Regions from separate parts of the Hordeum vulgare genome. Here region 1 is linked to region 2. The links are chromatin contacts, called in public Hi-C maps. All regions are on one chromosome and are shown on one strand. Each heading gives the region's core, a stretch centred on a gene start, on an enhancer-like site or on the middle of the called end of the contact. The rest is flanking DNA. Distances are from core to core; before and after follow the strand shown.

Evidence for each region. Hi-C and Micro-C count contacts between places; a contact is called where the count stands out from the background.
Region 1: a contact with region 2 is called in a Hi-C map of leaf, with 4 times the contacts expected there. The contact joins the promoter of LOC123437459 here to the promoter of LOC123437395 in region 2. A contact is called at or near these places in 2 of 6 Hi-C or Micro-C datasets (leaf and seedling).

Annotation. Positions count from the first base shown.
Region 1 is chr1H:365,549,327-365,556,462 of MorexV3_pseudomolecules_assembly, reverse strand. LOC123437459 (probable protein phosphatase 2C 47) reads right to left here and starts at 3,201. Exons shown (of 5, transcript XM_045115711.1): 1 at 2,975-3,201; 2 at 2,266-2,446; 3 at 1,984-2,181; 4 at 1,103-1,308; 5 at 1-274. The coding sequence starts at 2,418.
Region 2 is chr1H:364,791,755-364,798,222 of MorexV3_pseudomolecules_assembly, reverse strand. It overlaps LOC123437395 (monosaccharide-sensing protein 2-like), which reads right to left and starts at 4,592. Exons shown (of 6, transcript XM_045115706.1): 1 at 4,386-4,592; 2 at 4,063-4,163; 3 at 3,084-3,650; 4 at 2,056-3,011; 5 at 821-1,008; 6 at 1-716. The coding sequence starts at 4,144. The coding sequence ends at 275.

The DNA of each region.
Region 1 (7,136 bases), core at 1,952-4,451, 760 kb before region 2:
CTCGTCTTCCTCAGTGAGTCTAACCTCCTGAAATTCAGGTTCTGGAGTGAGAGGGCTTATAGACCCTTTGGAACCTTTGACGTGCCAGTCACCGATTGCCCTTGCTACAGACAGCTGACCATTGAGATAGCCATCAAAGACTATGCCACCAAGGTTCTCAATCCTGAGCTTTTCACTCTTGCAGCTGGGTTTGTGATCTTTTGACAGCTCAACGGCCCGTCCTCGCTTTCCTAATACTGCTCGACAATCTCCAGCATTTGCAACAAGCAATGTCCTGTACCATTGAATGACATGGATGAGAGTATATCATTCGATGCAAATAACCAATCTAAAGATAGCAAACACAGGCTCTACTCTGGTAATGCGTCAACTAATAAAGGCAAGGAGGCCCAGAGGACAGCTAGGTACAGCAAAGAACCTTGTTTCGGTTGAGACATTGTGGGTTGAAGCAATAAATGTGAAGTAGCTGACAGATATAAAGGATATGAAGTAGCCTCTATAATTTCAAAAACGGGAAGGAACAGTGTCTAATTATTTACCACTAAGTCGCAAAAATGCCAAACCAACAACCCATTGAGTTCTTCTAACCAAGAATAACTCAACGACCACCTTCAAATAAGTTTCTTTTCTATGTCAACATGATTATAGGAAGGACTCATTTAGAGTCTATTCTGAAGGCTTCCCTCAGAATACTCTTCCATTAAATCCAGTCTTTGATATGGCATTGTTGGGATTAATTTAACTCCTTGCAATATTGTATAGTGAATGAAAAACATTATTACAAACTGGAGAAACATTTGATATACTCCCTCCAGTTGATTTTATAAGTCAGGCATGGATCTTTAGGTCTTCAATTTTACTAATAAAATATGTGTCATATGTCACAAAAAATATATATTTAGAAACTTCATTCGACATCAAATCTAACAATGTATTTTTTGTGGCATTTAACACATGTTTCTTTAAATTAAGGCCCATACCCGTACCCGACTTATAAACCCAACCGGAGGGAGTACAATAACATTGACAGGTGTCTTCTTGGGATGCCATGTGTCAGTAAAATTAAAAGGTTTGGTACTAGCACCAAAACTTAGTAACTTACCTGCCAAAAATAAGGGCCGTCAATGCTGTGGTCCCCGAACTGCGGTCAAGAGAATGGGAATCCGCAATCGCGTGATCAGCCTTTAGAAATGCACTTCTGATTGCTTTCTCCATGCTGTTGGGGAAGTGACCATCTTCGATTATGAACTTCAGCAAGTTCTTCCGAACGAAACAGACTGCATCTGTACCACCATGACCATCAAACACCTGCAAATTATGTCAAGAAAATGTATTATTATACATCTGTTGTGCTAGGTAAAGTGACATGCCACCAAAATTACCCCCATAAAATGAACAATTCCTGCACTCAAGAACCAGCAAACATGCTTTCTATACAATGCATGGTTTTTCTTTAGTTTTTTTTTTCTTTGCTAAGCTGTGCCCTGTATTCTTTAGTTGAATACAGGGCACAGCTTAGCATAAAAAACTAATATAAAATTTCAAACCACAGTTTACTGTTTAAAAGAATTACTTGTCCTTCTCTTAACAGCATGATTGAAGAAACACACTTTTTGTTTGCAGGGGTTTTCATTGTACTAAAATATAAGAAATGAAACTAAAAGCATCTATCAATGCTCATACTGAACTGATTCACCTCAACGCAATCATTGAACCACACTAGTACAATCATTTCCACTATCATGCGTCCACAACCGATGTAATCATGGATTTCCAAGTTGAGCAAATGAACACACCTAGAAGCTATTATCACAACATTAGTGGTGGACATAAGTCACAATGGGTGGTATTATTATCACAGAGAAGTCGCAGCAGACTAAATCATTGATTCATAATGAGCACATGCATTGTTAAACAGTTAATGAGACAAGAACAGCAAGGAACCGCCGGATCGCAATTTATGGTAACTGTAATCCAACTCACCCCATAGAAGGCGCCTGGTGCAGGGATAGCAGGGGTACGCATTCCGAGGTGCTCAATGAGGCTGTCGATGCAAACATGCTCGTCCTCCATGTACGTCTTCGGCCCGATATTGGCATAGCTCCCAGACCGGTAGACCGGCAGGAAGCTGGGACGGATCTCTGTGGGTGAGATCAAGCTCAGCGTCCCCGAATCCAAGCCCTGCAAGAAAACAAAAGAGAAGCACCGTAGTAGTTTGAGGAAATGGCCGGGCAATGAGCCGGAGGGGATAGTCAGTGTGGTTACCAGGTCTGTGGAGGCCGCGGCTATGCGCGCACTGCTGGCGCAGTGGCGTATGGCCGTGAGCTGGTGACGCGGCGGCTTGCGGGCCATGGGGCTACCGGTGGCGCCGCCGCCGCCGCTACTGGGTGGGGTCTCCGGCTCGACGCCTCCGCTCATGATGTCTGGTGCTCTTGGCTACTCTGTTCTGTTGGTGATCAGAGACAGTACAGGAAACGAAGAACATTTTTTGAGTTAAAAAAGATGCAACTTTCCGCTCCTGAAAGCTAGGAACGATTTGAGAATAGGAACATTTTCAGATTGCTGAGAGATTAAAAACAGTCCTTCCAATCGGCCATGATTGGAGCCGTACCAATTACGCCGCCATAATAATATTAATATCCAAATCGAGCGGAAAAAGGAACATCCACAGCGTCAATAACAGGAAAGAATTGAAATCTGCTCCCCTCCCGCCCGTGCAATGATTGGAACCAATATCCGCGCCGGGAACCGGAACGGCGCCATTTCCGCCGCCCCGGGACCTCCGCCGGCGCAGAGCAGCAAGACAAATCCCTCTTCCAGCACTGCCCCAGCAGCCGACCAAGAACGATCCGATTTCCCCCCTAGCGACCACGACGAATCCGCCCACCCGCCCATCCATCCATCAGGACGAACGAATGAACCGGAGATGCAGAGTTGCAGACAATACATATCAGATCAGGGGGGTAGCGCTCACCACCGGAGAAGGGCCGTCGCCGCAGCCGCGCCGCGCGATGCGTTGGGTAGGTGGAGGAGGAGGAGGGGGGAGCTGGTGGCGAGGATGGGGGAGGAGCGTGCAGGAGGTGGTGGAGGGGGGAGGAGGAGCTCGTGGCGGATTTGGGGATGGGACGGGGGCGGGGCGAGGAGGGAGAGGGGGCTGGTCTTTGGGGGCGGGCGGGCGGGCGAGATGGTTCGTGTGATCCCATCTGCGGCGCAGCTGTGCACGGCTGGATGTGGGTGGGGTGCGGCTCCGGTGTGCATTCCGTGTCTCTGTCGGGTCCGCCCGTCCGTCCCTTCCTTCCCTCGCTTTTTGCGTGCATAAAATAATGCCCGTCTAGTGCTTGGACCTTTTCGCCCCCTTTCCCTGCTGTCTTAGATTTTTTCTTGTCTGTACTGCCACTACTTCTTATCGAGATCAAACCTGTATGTGACTCTGCCAATGCATCATCGCATCATCTCTTAGCATGTACTTCTCCAATTTTTTAGTCTGTATATAAGCTTTGGTCAAAGTCAAGCTTTGTAAAATTTAACTAATTTTATATTAAAAAATATCAACATTCACAACATGAAATCAATATTATCGGATGCACCACGAGATGTATTTTCATACTATGTAATTTTAGTATACTAGATATTCATATTTTTTGATATAAATTTGGTCAAACTTTATGTTGTTTGACTTTAAGTAAACCTTATACGCGGAGTAAACAGAAACAGAGGGAGTACTCCCTTCGTTCCTAAATATAATTCTTTTAAAAGATTTCACTAGGAGATCACATACGAAATAAAATGAATGAATCTACACTCTAAAGTATGTCTATATACATCTGTATGTAGACCCCTAGTAGAATCTCTAGAAAGACTTATATTTAGAAACAGACGGAGTAATTATATACGTAATAAAAACATAAGGTTACTTCCAATGCTTCACCTTATACAGGTGCTAAGGCTGCTACATAGGCAAAAACACTGATGTGGCAAGCTAATTAATAGGAGAGAGATGAGTGTAGTGATCCACAAAGAAACAATGTTAAGCGCGTGAACCTAGGTAAAACAATTAAATGAAAGAAATGCACCAATGCATGCACAACTTTAGTTGCAAAAGCATTAAATAAGGAGGCTTAGCTACGATAAGCTAAGCAACTATGCATTGGGGGCTTTAGTTGCTAAATTATTTAATATGCTTACCACCTTATCTTAGCACCAATGCATTGGAAGTGGCCTAAGAAACAACTAGTACAATGCAATGTATCTTATGTATTGTATGTAATTTAATGATTTGTGGCTCATGCATGCATGTGATTGGGTTAGCACCTCTTTTTTACCTATGGTCATGTTTGGATACTCTAACTCGGTTAGAGGTTAGGGTAAGATTCTAACCCTAGACTAATTTTAAACTAACTCTAACCAAAGAGGTGTTTGGGTGACACAGTTAGATTGCCAATAAAAGCACTTTTTCAATCATTTGGCTCCTTTAACAAGAATTTGGTGTGGTGGAGGTAGAGGGAAAAGTAACTTTTTCTCGGCCCCACCTAACTCTAACCCAAACAAGCATCTCTTGGATGGGTTAGTTTTTGTGGATGGGCTAGATGAAGATGCATCTAACCAACTCTAACCCTCCTGTTTGGATGTTTTAGGGTTAGTTTGGACCAATCTAATCAACTCTAACTCTAACCCATGGATCCAAACAGGGCCTATGACCACGTGTCAAGGTTGTATGTTAGCTAAGATACAACCTCACTATCTCTCTTCATTAAATAAAGTGCCACATAAGAAAAATGCATATGAAACCGCACTAAGAGACCTGCATTGGCTCAGGCCTAATGCTTCACTAGAAAAATATCTTTTAGAAGTTTTTTCTCGTGAAACTTCCTACCTATTATTCATTATTAAGCGTCGGAAATGGTACAAATTACATTCATGTTCGTAAACCATCAAAAATGGTAGAACGAGCTGAAAACGCATCGTTGTTATCGCTCCTCTCTCATCAAATCCAAAAAACATTTTTATAATAAATAGACAAGAAGTCACCATGCTAAAGGTCCCAAAAGGCGGATGCATTAGAGCAGTTGTCGTTGGTCACCTCGCCGATGAAAGAAACGTAGAATGAATGGATCCAATTAATAGACACACAAACGCAAACAAACGAACACCGCATCCAGGTAAATCCATCAAAGACAAACACCTATCATATCGAGTGAGATCCGTTGAAGACGCACCTTCACATGCCCTCTGATGATGTTGGATGCACCGCTGGGACAACAGTTAGACAAAGAGAAACTTGTTCCATCCTCAAGGAGTTGTCATCGTTGTCCCGTCTTCATGAGAAGGACACAAAACCTAAACTATAAATCATATGAAAACGAAGCAGAATCCCTTCCGACAACATGAACCAAGGTCCACCTAAGGTCACAAAAGAATAGGTAGATCATAGACGACACCAATGAAAGATGAGTGTAGAGGAATAGGATGCAACTCTCGATGTATTGATCGGGTTGAAAGATGAGTGTAGAGGAATATGATGCAACTCTCAATGTATTGATCATGTGCAAGCACATTTATATATGATGTACAAGGTGGGACAGAGCCTCAACTATACAAGAAACTAGGAGGTGGGGCAGGTATACAAGATACATGCGAGATATACTCAATCCCCCAGTCGAAGCGTCATCGATGTTGACGCAAAGACTGGATCAGAAATCTTCAAACGACGCCGTAGGCAAGCCCTTGGTCATGATATCTGCAAATTGTTGGGAAGTAGGGACGTGTAAAACACGGACATGGCCAAGGGCTACCTGTTCCCGAACAAAGTGAATATCCATCTCAATATGTTTGCTCCGATGATGATGAAAGGGGTTGGCGGAGAGGTAGATGGCATACACGTTGTTGCAGTACACCACCGTGGCCTTATCAACAAGACATGAGAGCTCGAGAAGTAACTGGCGAAGCCACGAGCACTCGGCGATGACATTGGCTACGGCACGATACTCGACATCCGCACTGGAACGGGAGACTATAGGCTCTCGCTTGGACGACCAAGAGATGAGTGATGGTCCAAGGAAGACATAATATCCCGAGGTGGAGCGGCGAGTGTCGGGGTAGCCAACCTAGTCGGCATCCGAGTAGGTAGTGATGTCAGTGGCGATGGAGGCGTTCAACGTGATGCCAATATCCATAGACCCCCCTAATGTACCAAAGAATCTACTTCATCGCAGTCTAGTGAGCATCCCGAGGGGCATGCATATGAAGTCACACCTGTTGGACCGCATGCTGCAACTCCGGTCGAGCGAGGGTAAGGTACTGAAGAGCACAAACAATAGACCGATAGAAAGATGCATCAGGAGCAAGCGAGTCGTCAGTGGCAGAGAGCTTGGCCTTCGTATCGATCCGAGTAGGAGCAGGTTTGCAATTAAGCATTCCGACGTGATCGAGAAACTCATGAGCATACTTCCGCTGATGGAGAAAGAAGCCATCGCCGCTTCGCACCACCCCAACACCGATGAAGTAGTGCGAAGGACCAAGGTCCTTGATGACGAACTCAACGCGAAGATGAGAAGTGAGCTGGCAGAGTAGGCCATGTGTGTAGGGTGTCAGAATGATGTCGTCGATGTAGAGAAGCAGATATGTCGTGTTAGCGCCCTGGTGGTAGACAAACATCGAGGCATCGGAGCGTGTAGAGCGGAAGACAAGTCGATGAAGAAACGTTGCGATGCTATGATACCATGTAGGGAAATAGGATGCAACTCTCGATGTATTGATCGGGTGCAAGCGCACGTATATATGATGTACAAGGTGGGCCACAACCTCAACTATACAAGGAACTAGGAGGTAGACCAGGTATACAAGATACATGCGAGATATACTCAATAATGAGGAAACCCTAGTCGGTTTGGAAGGGCTGGGGAAAGTCACGAGACGGTAGATTCACTGAATTGACGTATGTACTACATACTTCTTCCATTTGTTTCATAAGACATTTTAAAGAGCTTGTTTTGTGTTGTTTTAGACAGTGTTTGAATGTTTAAAATGTCTTGTGAAAATAAACAAAGCGAGTACCAAATTTACAAGATGTTGTTTTGTCTCGCTGGTGTGGTTCTTCCGTCGGCGGTCAGAGCGGCATCCCGGAGGAAGACAACATG
Region 2 (6,468 bases), core at 3,343-5,842:
GACATAAATTGTGATAACAGCACTAGTTACATGGGCAAGAAATTCTGAATAACACAAATACAAAGTTCCAAGGCGAAAAGAACAGATGATCTAAGTACATATCCTACTTCCAAAAGCCGGCCTACGACGACACGATTCAGCCTCACGATGTAAAGTCTTTCGTATCTGCTCCCTTTGAAGTTTCTTAACCAAAGCATCGCAGGTTAACCAGTGTAGTAGTAGTTATGACAACACAAAATTACCACCAGCGACGCGGATCACCGGATCAGAGCAACTAGTCTGTGGCTTCCTTGCCCTGCTTCGCCCCGACCGAGAAGAACTCGGTGATGACCTCCAGGGGCATGCCCTTTGTCTCAGGGACCTTCATGTAGACGAATACGAAGGCTATCATGCAAACGACAGCATATATTCCGAAAACTCCAGCGAGTCCGATGGCGTTGAGCATCACGGGAAGAGTGTATGTCACGATGATGTCACCAATCCAGAAGGTTAGTGCGCAGATGGCAATGCAGATGCCACGGACGGAGGTGGGGAAAATCTCCGCGCAGAGAATATTCGGGATAGGCCCAAAACCCATGACGAAGAAGCAGAAGTAGACTATGACACTGATCGTTGAGAGAGCGGCGTGCACCATGGTTCCCACATCCAGAACATTCACCAAAACCAAGATAGCTAGTGCCACTATCAAGACAGGGATTGTTGAGAGGAGAAGAAACCTGGATGAGAAACAAAATGGAAGAATGGTTACTCTTTTGTTTACATTCAACAATATCACATTCTATAACAAGTAAGCAATAGCATGCAAAATGCGAAGTCTAACCTTCTTCCTGACATATCCATGAGTCTCATGGCGATGCCAATGCTGGGAAGCATCAGCAAGGTTGTCAAGGCACTAATAAGAATAGATGCAGAGGAAGAGCTTAGTCCAATGTTTGATAGAAGAATCCCAACACCTGCTTGCTCAAGTATCTGAGGCGTGTAATACAGGACTCCGTTGATACCCGCAAACTGAACAAGAGAAAAGTTGATCATCAGCAGAAGAACACTTGGTATGCAATATTTGTATTTATATTTAGGTAAAAGCACAGTAAACATAAAGCGTAGAAGGAAAATAAAGGGAAACATAGGGATGAGCAAACTGAATTATGTGACAAAATGAAATATTGTGCCGGTCATTTATTCTAGGAACACCACAATCATATTCAACAGTAAGATTAACGAAAAAAGATTAACCAATAGTTCCATGCTTCTGAGAAAATACCCATTAATAAAATTGTGACCTTACGGCCACATGTACCATAGACCATTCTGACAGGTCCTCTATAATCTTGTTCAATAGAATGTTATTATGTGTTTCTAGCACACCATCTTTCTTTAAAATTTTACTGTCTACCGCAAGATGTCAAAATTGAGAGTTTTTTCTTCGGTACCCCCCCCCCCCAAAGAAAAGTTTACAGATTTCAATGCAGATTAAAGATAGAAAATAGAATATACCCCTTCAATAAAAAATATTAGATTGTTCTAATCTTTTGTTTGATGTATTGGGAAAGTAGAGATTACAATTAGTTAGTCATGGATGTACGAGAATATCCTTTTTAAGTAACTTCAAGATTCGCGCAAACTTTTAAGGAGGGTGTCTCGAAGCGAAACTCCAAAACTGATCTTACTTGTGTGAAGCCAGCAAAGGACTAAAGATGTATTCGTAGCACTCACAGGTTGATAAGCAAAATTAAGTTATCCAGACTAGCAGGTTTGTCAAGTTTATTTACTTTAGAAAACTACAGCAACATAATACCAGTGTTGCTTAGTGCTTACCATAGGCAGCAGAGCAAAAAATAAATCCCATAATAAGGTTAAAGGTAAGAACTTCAACAAGAAGTCATGGGCAGCACAGATCAACATGATGTTATATTATTTAAGTTTTAGTTTGAAGAGGAAACAAAGACTATTAGATACTAAATCTATAAGAAATGCTTGTGCTAAAATAGTTGTCAAGGGCACTTGGCAGTACATACATTAGTATTTATATGCAACACAACGGCAAAAATAGCTTACCTGCTGCAGGATCTGTAATCCAATGCCAACAAACAGTGCATGCTTCACTCCAGGTTCAAATAGTTCTGCCCACTTTGTACCCTTGGCAACTGCCTCGGATGGATGTACCATGGCTGGACCAGCAAGCTGCTGCTCTATCAGGTCCTTCGAGTAAAGAGCAGGTTGGCTCACTAGAGCGGCTGCCTGGATATACTCACCACCAGGAGGAATATCACCTCCTGGCATAGACAATATAGAGCCTCTCCGATCACCTGACACACCCTCCTCATGCAAGTAAATACGCTGGAAGCCACCTTCTTTTTGCCCATCTGCACCTTCTCTCTCAGTCCACTTCCAAGCTAACTGCCACCCCCCACCAATGCCCATGCTGCTTACTGCGTCCCCTCCCTGCATGCTACTACTTCTTTCCACACCACCCATTATGCTTCCATGAGGTGCAGCAATCTCCTTACCCTCCACGCTTGTCGCTTGACGAGAAATAAGCGGGCTATTGAGGTTATCCTCAATGTCATCAGCACCATGATCCGATGCATAATCTTCATCATCCCTATGACTCTCAGCATCCCAGTCAGCTTTAGCCTGCTGCTGTTCAGCCACACTAAACATGCTGCCAAAGTTAGGAAACAAGGTGCTCCGCATGCTCCCCATTACCTCAGGCATCTTCTCATGGACACTTCCGAAGAGAGTGACAAGGGGGTCAACAAGAGATTTACCCTGACTAACCATACTCCCATGACGAGACATGAGGCCCAAAGCGCTTCCAAGTGCACTTTGGCCGCCGCCCCTAACAGGACGGGCGATCCAAGATACCCCTTCTTCAGCTCCATAGAGTTTCAACTTCTCTTGATCTGGAGCCAGCCCGTCATCAGCCAGCTCATCATCAGGTCCAATTATGTATTCCTCAAAATGTGTGTCTTTTCCAACACCCAATCCTTCAACAAGAAGGGCCATCTCTCCTGCACAGTTAATCGCACATGAGTAAAACCATCAGAGATTTTATGCCTGTCAGACTAGTAAGACAGACAAACCTGAGACATCTTCCCTTCCCCGCAGTCTTTGCAATACTCGCTTGGCCTCAGCCATTCTTCCCTTGCTCACAAGCCATCTGGGCGACTCGGGCAAATAAAAGACAGTCAATGCAAAATACATAAGCGACGGGATCGACAAAACCCCAAGCATGATTCTCCAGTCAGGCTGCGGCATGAGGGACATGGTAAACACCATGCAGTAAGAAAGGAACATCCCTCCTGACCCACTGAACTGCGGCAGCGTGTTCAGCAGCCCTCTAATGTCAGTCGGGGCGGTCTCCGAAATGTACAGAGGGACAAGGGTGACTGCCAAACCGATACCGAACCCGTCGATGAGCCTGGCCAAGAGCAACACATAGACGTTGGGCGCCCAGAGCATCACCAGGCCACTGACAAAGTAGAGGACAGACGAGGCGATCAGCAGGGGCCGCCTACCAACAGCGTCAGCCACCGCCCCGGAGAACGTCGTGATAACCGTCGCCCCGATGAGCGACATGGCCACGATGAGGCCCTCGATCAAGGGCTGGGTCTCCAGGCTGAACTCCTTCTTTATGTACAGGACGGCACCTGGAGAGATCACACCAGCAGGTCAACATGGTCAGCGTGAAGTCAAAGCATCTGCATCAGTTCAGAATTCAGAACATGTTGACACGGACTGAATTATCATGGTTCAGATGCCCAGATCGCGCATGAGACGGATCCGTTCAGAGAACTCGGAAATCTTGCGAGGATTTCGTTTCAGCCGCCTGATCGATTTAAAAAGATTGTAGAACAAGAAAGAATATCTGTTTTTACTACTGCTGCTGCTACTAGTACTACTACAAGCAGCTCCGCCAAATCCGTCATGATCGGAGCCGGCAAGATTCCCAATAATTGCCGCCACCTAACACGGGCCCCTGGGAAGCGCAGCAACACAAAGAGTATCTTCCCAACCGCGTCGAAAGGCCGGCTGTTTTTTCCGGAGGCACGGACGAATTACCTGCAATGGTCGCATTATCCCACCCCTGCAGCAGGTTCCCAATGGACGCCGCTATGGCGACCAGCACGGCGCCCGACGACATGGCCGCCGAATCCTACCACCTGCACAGCACAATCACCACCAACAACAACAGAACTCGTCAGCACCGCAAAGCTCGTAACAAGATATAACAACAACGACCACCACCACAACAACAACAACACCCAAGAAACAAATCAGATTCGACACAAGCAGCCGGCCACGGCCGCCTCTACCCCCACACGCACGCAGAAAACAAGCAGGGAAAGAGCTTCGGCCGAGGGCGGGCGCAAGCGCGCGCTTACCCGACGTCGGCGTCCGGAACTCGGGATCTCCGCTCGGGCACGGGGAGAAGCTGTGAGGAGTCTGGCGGGCCGGGCAGGCGTATAAGAGGGGGAGTCCCTGCCAACCCCGGAAGCTTTTCCCTCCCGCTGTGGCGTCGATTTCGCCCGGGGGCGAGAGTGGGGAGAGATATGAGGGAGTGTGGGGTGGGGACTCTGTCGACTATCATCTGGTGGCCTGTGCGCCAGGCTCCGATTTTTCTAGTGGTGTGTTCCTCCGCGCGCCGCTGGCCCGCTGCCGAGCCGCCACGACGCTGCCAGGCGGGGCCGAACGACCCCGGGGCCACGCGTCAGCTGGCGGTACGGGTGAGGCGGTGCGTGGGGCGTCTGTTGACGGGCGGGCCCGTCGCGGGCCCGAGGGAGGGGCAGGGCCGCATATGGGAATTATTGAACGGGGCGGGCGAGCCCGGATCCAACCTTCCCCTCTCTCTCTCGTCTCGTGCAGGACAACTAGCCATTTTGTACTTGTGCGATTAATTGATTTGTTTTTACGGAGGATCCGTGATGCGCTGTCACATGCCCGCTCCAAAACTAATGGCCCCTGCTGCTAGAGTCCAAGGGGGTGTAGTGTACCAGCTTGCAGCAGGGGGCGCTATACGGAATTTACAGGCCTCCATGTTCTGTGTTTTGAATCGTGTCTCCCTTTGCATGATGGTGGTGAGGGGTCGGGCGTATATAGAAAGAATCAACGATGCAGAATGACTGGGCTCTTGTGGTGTCGTGTTTGGGCGGCCCAAGCCCGCTCCTCCCGTGGCGGCTGGGTTTCTCTCCCACCATTGGCGTGTTGGTGCGGCGCCTTCGGGTGGTCGCTCGGTTGTCCGCGCTTGTGGTGGTGTGTTGCTCTTGAGTTTCGTCGTCTTTGGCGGTCGGTGGGGGTCTTTGTATTTTTTGTATTTAGTTTTTGTCCGGTCTTCCTTAATAAACCGGGCAACTTCTTTCTTATGTATAGAAATGTACAAATCATGTTTTTCTTGTGGGTTATTCGGCGGAAAAATGAATAAAGATGTTTGCCTAAGGTCTTACTTGGGTTCCAAGCTTGAGAGGAGGTTTATGAACAAAGTTTAAGCATGTGTTGGAAATACACTCGAATATGTTTACTGTAGGTTGTAGCCGATCCGATCAATATCGAAGAAGCAAAATATTGATCCAAATCGATTGTCTCGTTTCTTGCATCCTTCATTTTTTTAACTTCTATCTTTTACGGTTAAATCTACTTCGACGGAGATAGAGTGATTTTAGTCTCAACGGTCTCATCATGCTTCCTAGATGGGAATCATGGAAGATGGACAAGGGAGGTTTGTGGCGGCAAACAAATATAGATGTGTCATCCACCGTCATCATCGTGGGAGTCCATCAACCATGTCTCGCGGAGTGTGTCGTGGACGCATATGACCTAACAAGTTGTTTTCATGGGACAAAGCATCACGATCAATCGGCTCATTATAGGCTCACATATCATGCATCAGGTGTTCGATCTGCATGTTATTGGCCACACTACAAGATGGTATTATGATATGATGTGGTCATATGTACCAATGAGACCCGATGGCGCACAAGGATTATGTATGTATCAAGAAACTTGGACTTGAAATAAAAATTCAATTCATACTACTTAGATAGACTATGTAGATAATATTTGACGAGACATGTCAACATGGTTATATGTTTTCCTAATGCATTCTAATCCTCTACAACACTAAACTTTCTAGTTTTGAAGAGCTCACATTTAATTGAGATCTCCAATTAGAATTGGGTCACCTGATTTTGACCGGGTAAACAATTTTTTAAAGCTCTCTTCTTCAATTCTCTATACTATACACTATGCTTCCAAATTTTTAAGGCCTCACAACTAATTGAGGTATTCAATTTCGAATTAGGTCATCTGGTTTTGACTCGGTCAACAATTTTCCAAGCTCTTCCATTCAATTCTTTTTATTCACTATGTTCCCTAATTCTTCCAAGTCAAGAGCAAAAATATTGCATCCCAATATTAAACAAATAAAGTATGGAAATTCATTTTATGATGAATCTAAAAATACCAACTAGA